2 separate regions of the Rattus norvegicus genome follow, and region 1 is linked to region 2. The links are chromatin contacts, called in public Hi-C maps. All regions are on one chromosome and are shown on one strand. Each heading gives the region's core, a stretch centred on a gene start, on an enhancer-like site or on the middle of the called end of the contact. The rest is flanking DNA. Distances are from core to core; before and after follow the strand shown.

What was found. A called contact is a pair of places that touch in the nucleus more often than the background predicts.
Region 1: a Hi-C map of psoas muscle shows a contact between it and region 2, with 2.3 times the contacts expected there. The contact joins the promoter of Tp53i11 here to the enhancer-like site in region 2. A contact is called at or near these places in 2 of 12 Hi-C or Micro-C datasets (liver and psoas muscle).

What each region holds. Positions count from the first base shown.
Region 1 is chr3:99,598,755-99,602,678 of GRCr8, reverse strand. It overlaps Tp53i11 (tumor protein p53 inducible protein 11), which reads right to left and starts at 2,379. Exons shown (of 8, transcript NM_001107749.2): 1 at 2,238-2,379.
Region 2 is chr3:99,539,230-99,543,166 of GRCr8, reverse strand. No RefSeq gene overlaps it. Among named protein-coding and RNA genes, the nearest start is that of Tp53i11, 59 kb to the left of the region's middle. Within about 2 kb of position 2,601, at least 16 of the 93 cell types and tissues checked have an H3K27ac peak or open chromatin away from gene starts, as enhancers often do.

The DNA of each region.
Region 1 (3,924 bases), core at 1,130-3,629, 60 kb before region 2:
GCTGTGGGAGGGACACAGAAAGCCACTGCGGATGAGGCCTTCCCACCTGAATTCAGAACAAAATGGACACTCTGTGACTGCCCCTCCTTGCTGGGTGTCTGGGGGATGCTGGTTTAATATCTCTTAATATCATCTATGAGATGTGGGGTCCCCATCCTTCCTCACGAGTGCCTCCTATCTCTTCCCCACCCCACTCCACCGGAACAACATGGTGCTGCCTCAGACTCTTTGCACGGGCTCTTCTGCAGGACTCAAAAAGCAGCACTGATCACTCCTTAAAATGGCCTCAACACCCCAACACTCTACATGTTCTCCTGACTCCAGCTTTCTTTATGAGACAGGGTCTTCCTACATAGACCAGACTGGTCTGTAACTCAGACTCTTCCTGCCTCAGCCTTCAGGATACTGAGACAACTCCAAGGCACGGCACATGACCCAAATGACTTATTTATTATTAATTTGCCTCTTCTTGCTTAAGCCACAGTACTACCTAGAGCCTTGACAGCTTCCACAGGTGTGCAGGGACCTGTGGGACCCGTGCTGGCCAACTGCGACATCACTCTTTTATGGAGTACTCACAGACACTTGGGGCAGTAAGTGAGCACAGAGAAAAGCCAAGAATAATTCATGAAGACCCTGCCTCTAGCCAGGAGCCTCTGTCCTCTCTCTCCAGCAGATGGGGCTGTCACAAGTCCAGGCTGTGAGTTGGGATGAGAGGCACCCGTAAAGGTCCTGGACCCAGAAAGGTCAAAGTCAGGGACATCAAGTGGAGGCAGCCAGACTTGAGTCTTGAAGAAGAAAAGCTAAGGCAGAGAGCACTTAGGACAGAGGGGACTCTAGGTGAGGGCGCTGTTTGTACGAAGGCGACAACAGAAACCTGAAAAATATTCTGACTTCCCAACGATCCTACAGGATTTTTTTTTTTTTTTGCCTTGGACTGAGCCAGAGGCTGCCACTAAGGGGCAGGTGGTGTTCCTCCGGATTCTTCCAGGAACCCACCACAGTCCCCACGGCGGCAGGTGGCGGCCTTTCTCCAGGAGCCTCCACACGGGAGACACAACTGTGTAGGTGTTCCCGCAAGCCAGGGACGTCTATACTCCCACCAGGCCCCCATCCAGAAAGTTTGTTTAAAAGAAACGAAACAGGAAGTCCGTGCTGGGGGACTTTAAGGAGGCCTTGGTCATGTGTTTTGGGTCAAAGTGGGAGTGGGTCCTGGGCCTATCCCTGCTCCTCCACCTCACAGGCGGGAGGAGAAGCCCGCTCCATCCGGGATGCAAGAAGGCGGCGAGAGGGGAGCTGAAGCGAGCGGCCGGCCTCGAGGTGCCCCGAGGATGGTACGCGGAGTATTTTCTGCGCACTCTATGGGACCCCAATCCATCCTGCGCCAGGCAATGGCGCCACCCCTCACAGCTGACCGCGCGGTTTGGATGAGAGAGTTTCCCGGGTCCACCTGCAATACCCTCCGGACACCACCACCCCCGACTGGGGTCAGGCCCAACCACTTTTCCGCGCGCTCCTCTCCAGCAGGGACTCTGGAGTGTCACCGGCTTTGCCCCTTCCCCCTCTGATCTATCCTCATCTCCGTGCCGAGGACACTCCCCTACTTTGTGAGGCGGGAGTCGGCGACTCCTTCAGCCCGGGGCACCCACACAAAAGGTCTGGCCAGACTAGTAGACAGCAGGAACCCCTCCACCTTCTCCGCCCGCGTCCCCGTGGGGGCGAGGACCCGGAAACTCCCAAGTTTACACCGCGCAATCCTCGGGCTAAGAAACAAAGGCGGGAGGGGGGGCGGTGGCGACAAAGGGGGAGGGGACCGAGAACCAAGCGCGGAAGACAGAGACCCTGCGATAAAAGAAACTGCTTTACTCTCCGCTCTCTCTAGCTCCGAATCAAAGAGATAAAGCCCGGAGGAGGCCAAAGGCAAAAATAAACGGCCCCGGGGGAAGGAGGTGGCGGAGAAGAGAGCTGGGGGAGAGAGGGAAACCAAGTCAGTGCAAGGGGACAAACAAAAAAGGACGGAGGACAGTGCCACGAGGAGCTCAGCGGGGGTTCCGGGCGCCCGCCGACCCGCAGGTGCCAAGCTGTCCGGGCGCCCGGCTGTCGCTCGCAAGGTGCTCGCTGCCCCGGGCGGTTCCTAAGGCCCCCCGGCGTCCCCGGGCTGCGCTGCGCAGGCAGCGGCCGGCGCGGTGGCAGCGGCGGAGAAGTGTGAGGCTAGTGGCTGCCGGCAGTCGACTTACGGGGTGCTGCGCTCGCGGTGCTGGCGTGCCCAGCGGACGCTCCGGCCCGGGGAGTCTCACATCGCGGCGCCGCGCTGGGCAAGCAGGGCAGGGCAGGGCAGGGCAAGCTGGACTCAAGTCGCTGCCGGGCTCGCCCGAGTCTGGCGGCCCGCACTGGTCCCTCCTCTAGTGCCACGCACAAGCCAATGGCGCGCCGTCCCCTCCCACGCGCTGGGCTGCCTCGCCCCCGAGGTGGCCGGGGCGGGCACAGAGGGGTTGGGGGGGACGGACCCAGAGCTGCAACGGAGGGCCTACCGGGAGCCGCCTGCGGAGGGCGCACCCACGCTTGGCTAGGGGATCCCCGGGCAGGGACATCCTGCCGCTGCGCCACCCAGGACTTTGTCGGAAGTTCTGAAGACAGCGCCCCTTTCCTCCCGGACTGCAAACATACCCCTATGGATTTCTAAAACACCCATTCAAAGGCCTAGGCCGGTGTCTAAGATGGAAGGAAGGGAACCAGCTTTAGTCCGTAGCCGCCCCCACCCCCACCCCCGTGTAAAACAACACGGTTAACGGCAATCGTCACCGTTTACTAAAAACACTTTCAAGAATAAAATCTTAGGGTTCTCAACAGTCTAAGAGAATATATAGGACTAGTCCCAGTTCACAAAACTTTGAGTCATTCATACTTAGCCTAGAGCTGAAGATATTGGAAAATCTGTCACCTAGGCCACCCTTATCTCTCCAGTTTGGTGTAAATTCCAAATGACAAGAACTCTCACCCACTGAGACTTTCTACCTCAGTCAGTCGCTGTATCATGTGCTTCACGTGGCAGGGTTGGGTCAATCTGTGGCTTTAGAGTATTTTGTTGGTGGAATCAAACAGCCCATGCCAAGAGAGAGTACCAGGTGAGTCTTGAGGGGTCCTGAATGGTCTTCAGGAGTCTCTCAAACTAAAAAGACAGCACCTACAACCCCCATCCCATGTCTGGCTCTGGACTCCTTGGGAAACCCTTTATAGCAGTTGATTGCCCAGGGCCCTGCTTCCTGCTGAGAGCAACCTCTGGATCTTGCCTTCTGGCCTGATGGGAGATAATCTCAGCAGACTTGGAAGGAGGGTGGGGATGGAGAGAAGCAAGACTGAAGGTTAAGAACTGGGGCAGAGACAGAGAGTGGCTGCCGCTTACCCTGACCCAACTAAGTGTGCCTCTGGCTCCTGAGTTAAGCTTTGCTTTTCTGCTCCAGGCTACAGAACAAGAATACCCGGATTCAAATCCTGGCTCTGTCTTTTAGCTTAGCCCTATGTAAGTTACCTAACCTCTCCAAGCCTTGCCTCCTAACCTACAAAGGGGTGTGAATTTATAACATGAAGTGCCCTGTGGCTGTTGCTAGGATTTCCAGTTAGAGCAGCAAGCCATGTTAACCAAGCCTGACCATGTGTGAGGGACCAACCTACCAGGCAGGCTTCATGGCCCTTGAAATGCAAGAAGTAAACAGAACAGTGCCTGGTGCATAGCAAGCCAGCTCTCAGTGGCTGTTAGCCTCCTGATTACCAAGGCAACTAAACTCCCTTCCCACAGTGCCACCCGCTTTTGCTGAACACCTGGCTAGTGATGACCAGTTAATGAATGAATCACTCAGACAGTCACGTCTGGATCAGGCCTGCCTCGAGGTGTGTGGAGTGAAGTGCACATCCAAGCCTCCTGTC
Region 2 (3,937 bases), core at 1,352-3,851:
CTCAGGGGAGGAGTGGGAGGAGGGGGAAGAAAGTCATCCTTGAGATCAGAGCTCTCATTGCCCTCAGCATAAGCTCTACCCTGAGGCTAAGGCAGCATCCTGGTGTAGGACTACTTCAGTCTGACCCTTACCTGATCCCTGCAGGAGTCCTCCAGGGAGTCCAGAGACAGTTTCTCAAGTTTCCATGTCTGTAAAGTGATGACACATAGGTCCTTCTCAGGGGACAAGTCAAGAGGTATCTGTTGCCAGCCCTGCATGCCTCCTCGGAGGAGGAGGAGGAGGAGGAGGGGGGAGGAGGAGGAGGAAGGGGGGAGGAGGAGGAGGAGAAGGAGGGGGGGAGGAGGAGGAGGAGGAACAGGAGAAAAAGGAGGAGGAGGAAGAGGAGGAGGAGGAGAAGGAGGAGGGGGGAGGAAGAGGAGGAGGAACAAGAGAAAAAGGAGGAGGAGGAGGAGGAGGAGGAGGAGGAGGAGGAAAGGGTCTGTCTCCAGGCTACCTTACAGGGCTGTGGACTCTGAAGCCAAGAGGCAGGGAGGCTGTGGGTCTATATGAAGGGTGACTGCACATACCAGTGGAGCTCTGTGGATTAAGTAAGACTTCCCTGCAGTCTCCTACCCAGAGGGGATGGATCTCTTCAGGTACCACTTGATCTGGGTTTGGCCTTGTAACTTGGCCAATGGTCTATGACAGATGTGATATTGAATGATTGTTTTTCTACATGGCTGTTGGGTCCAGATCCAGTAGTCATATGGAGAGGTTGGAGCAAATACTCTGGAAAGGATACCGAAAGGCAAACTGAGGCCCAAGCCAGCTGCCAGACTTATCAGCAGGGCAGCTGGGGGCAGACAGCAACAGTCCTCCCACCAAGGGCCCTCTCCCCTTGTGTTCACTGAGTCTACCATGACCAGGGAAGCAGAATAGGTCAGACTAGCCAAACCCTGTCAAGCCCTGGAAGCAAGTCATCAAAACGTACCATTAGAAAACAACCGCCATCCCACCCAAATTTTTTTAAATTTAATTTTTTGTTATGCGTACGTGTGTTCTGCTTGCTTGTATAGCTGTGTGCCACGAGCATGTTGTCCCTACAGAGGCAAGAAGAGGGCTTCAGATTCCCGAAATTGGAGTTTTAGACTGTTGTGAACTGTCATGTGGGTGTTGGGAACTGAACTTGGGTCCTCTGCCGATCCATCTCTCCATCCCTGACATTTGGCTATTTTAAGTCACTAAATCTCAGTACTTCATTTTAGGACGGTAGGTGACAAATAACTGTCACTTGCCTGCCATCAACTGAGTCAGACTTTTCTAATCTAATTACCTCCTGACCCCTGGGAAATATTAAGGCCATGAAGATGTGCTAGACACACCTGAGACAATCTAGCCTCTCATGCGGGTCACTGTGTTATCTCAGATAGGTCTCTCAATGTCTCTAAACACCATCTTCCCTCATCAGTAAGAGAGCTAACAAGAGCATGTGCCTTCAGTGTAAGGGCTATCATGAGTTTGGAATAAAGCTCAGCTCCTGATGCTTGCTTCATGCTCAGCAGATGCATGAAGCCATTGTGATTGGTTACATGCATACTCCATGCAGACCCTGATCATATAATGAGAAGACTGAACAAGACATACAGAGATGACCTGCACAGGGCTTATATTCCAGGGAAGACAGGGCAATATAGGAAAACAAGATGAGAGCAGATAGAGGATGTAATAAAGACCTGGGGTAAGGGGAAGTAATAGTCAGGGTTCTCTAGAGTAACAGACTTACGAAGCCAGAGCCAGCAGAAAGGGCATCTTCCATGTCTTTATATAAGATCCCAACAGAAGGTGTAACCACATTAGAGGTGGGTCTTCTCGCCTCAGAAATCCAGATTAGGGGTTGGGGATTTGGCTCAGTGGTAGAGCGCTTGCCTAGCAAGCACAAGGCCCTGGGTTCAGTCCCTAGCTCCAAAAAACAAAACAAAACAAAACAAAAAACAAAAAACAACAAAAAAAAATCCAGATTAGTAGTGGATCTTCCAACTTCTAGTGAAGCAAAAAATCCCTCATGGGTGTGCCTCTTGATCTTGGAGTTTGAATTAATTCCAGATGTCATCAAGTTGACAACCAAGAATTGCCATCACAGACGGCTACCAGATCAGGAGACATCTAAGGCTAGAAAGAGCCACTCTTAGGAAGAGCAGATGTCTAAGGGAGAGCAGTGTATGCAAAGGTCGGGGGGTGGAGCTCCAGAACTCAGAGGAATCTAGTGCTACCACTGCACTGTGGAGAGAGGTGAGTGGGAGGAGTCAGTCTTGATAGATGACAGCAGGGTTATTACAGCAGAGACAACTGATACAAGCCCAGGTTAGGAATGGACTCAGAGCAATGGCCAGTGTGTGAGGGCCTCAGAGTAACTGGAAAACCCTTACCACTCCAGTTCATCATTTGAGCAGTCTGCGTTCTTACACCTCCTAGTCCCACTTGGGAGCATACCCCTCAGTCTTCCATAGACTTCCTCTTCCTCTTACCTAGGGCCCTAGCTGTTTGGGAAGACATCCAGACGATGACCTGTGGCTCTTCCCCAGTGCTCCCTCCACACAAGGAGCCCAGCAGGCCAGATGGCCTGGAGCCAGGCCTTGCTGTGTGTTGATCCACGTCAGCTCGAGCCACAGGATGCAGCTGGCCACCTTGGGCCGTGCGGCAGGAAGGGTCAGCTGGCTGACTGCCACGGACAAAGACGCTGTTTCAAAATACATTCCTCCTGAGATGAAGCCACGAGATTGGGACATCTGTCCAGTGGGCAAGGGCTGTGTGGCCCAGAACCAAGACCGGCAGCTCACTAAGAGCCAGTGATCCAGGGATGGAAAGTAGACCCTTCTTAGAGAGCCTGCAGCTGGTTACACATAAGCACACAGGTGCACACATGTACAAACACACACACACACACACACACACACACACACACACACACACACACACACAGATGCACAGTCAGCCAGCAGAGCGGATATGCTCTCCCCTGAGGCCGAGTCACTACGCAGAAAGATACAGACACATCTCTGAGTCCCTGACGTTTCTGCTTTTGCCACCCAGATAATTGTGCCAGAAAATAGAAACACCTGCGCCCACCCAGCCCACACCACAGAGGAGCGGTAATTAAGCCCCAGCAGGAGGTACCATTTTCCTGCCAGCCAGCCAGCTTCCCCAAGGTCTTTGTGATGGGCTCCAGGGGCACAGTTGGCCCATCTTGGTCAAGCTCATCTTACACTAGTTACTATAATGGTCCCCACTTCACTCTCCTCAGGACCCTTCCTCAGCCAATGACCTGTCGATGAGACTAGGTACTCCCTCAGAGCCATCCTTATGTTCTGTGTCTCAAGGGCATTTGAAGGACTTATTATGTCAGCTGTGAGCAAGAGGCAGGGTACTCTCTGGGGCATCAATGGCTAGTCTAGTCCTTCTGGCCAGAGGGACCGGCGGTTTCCTATTCTTGTCCTCCGGGGGCTTGGGCCCTTAGCTAGTACACACACCCACCTTTCTCCCACCCCAGGCTACCTGCTGCTTTCCTCACATACCAAATCCATGCCTGTCCCAGGACCTTGGCACCAACTCTATTCTCTGTTTGAAACATTGGTACCCACTCTATTCTCTGTTTAAACTCCTCTGTCATCAATTCCTGCCTGCCATCTCGATCTCAGCTCAGATAGCCCCTCTTCCGGAAGGCCCGGCCTGCTTAGTTAGAGCCCCTCTCTAAGTAAGTGGCCCTTGGGCCTGGCCTGGCTGTTTATTAGTATTTCCTGGGCATTTAAAAATATCACTGGATGCCAGGTGTCCTGTAGACCAATGGAGGATGTGGAAGTGTGCATTGGACAAGGCCCCCATGCAGTGCCAGTGTGGAGTCAGGACTGAGAACTCTTGGCCCAGAGTCTTCACAAGCGCTGGCCCCTCCTCCTGGCTGCTG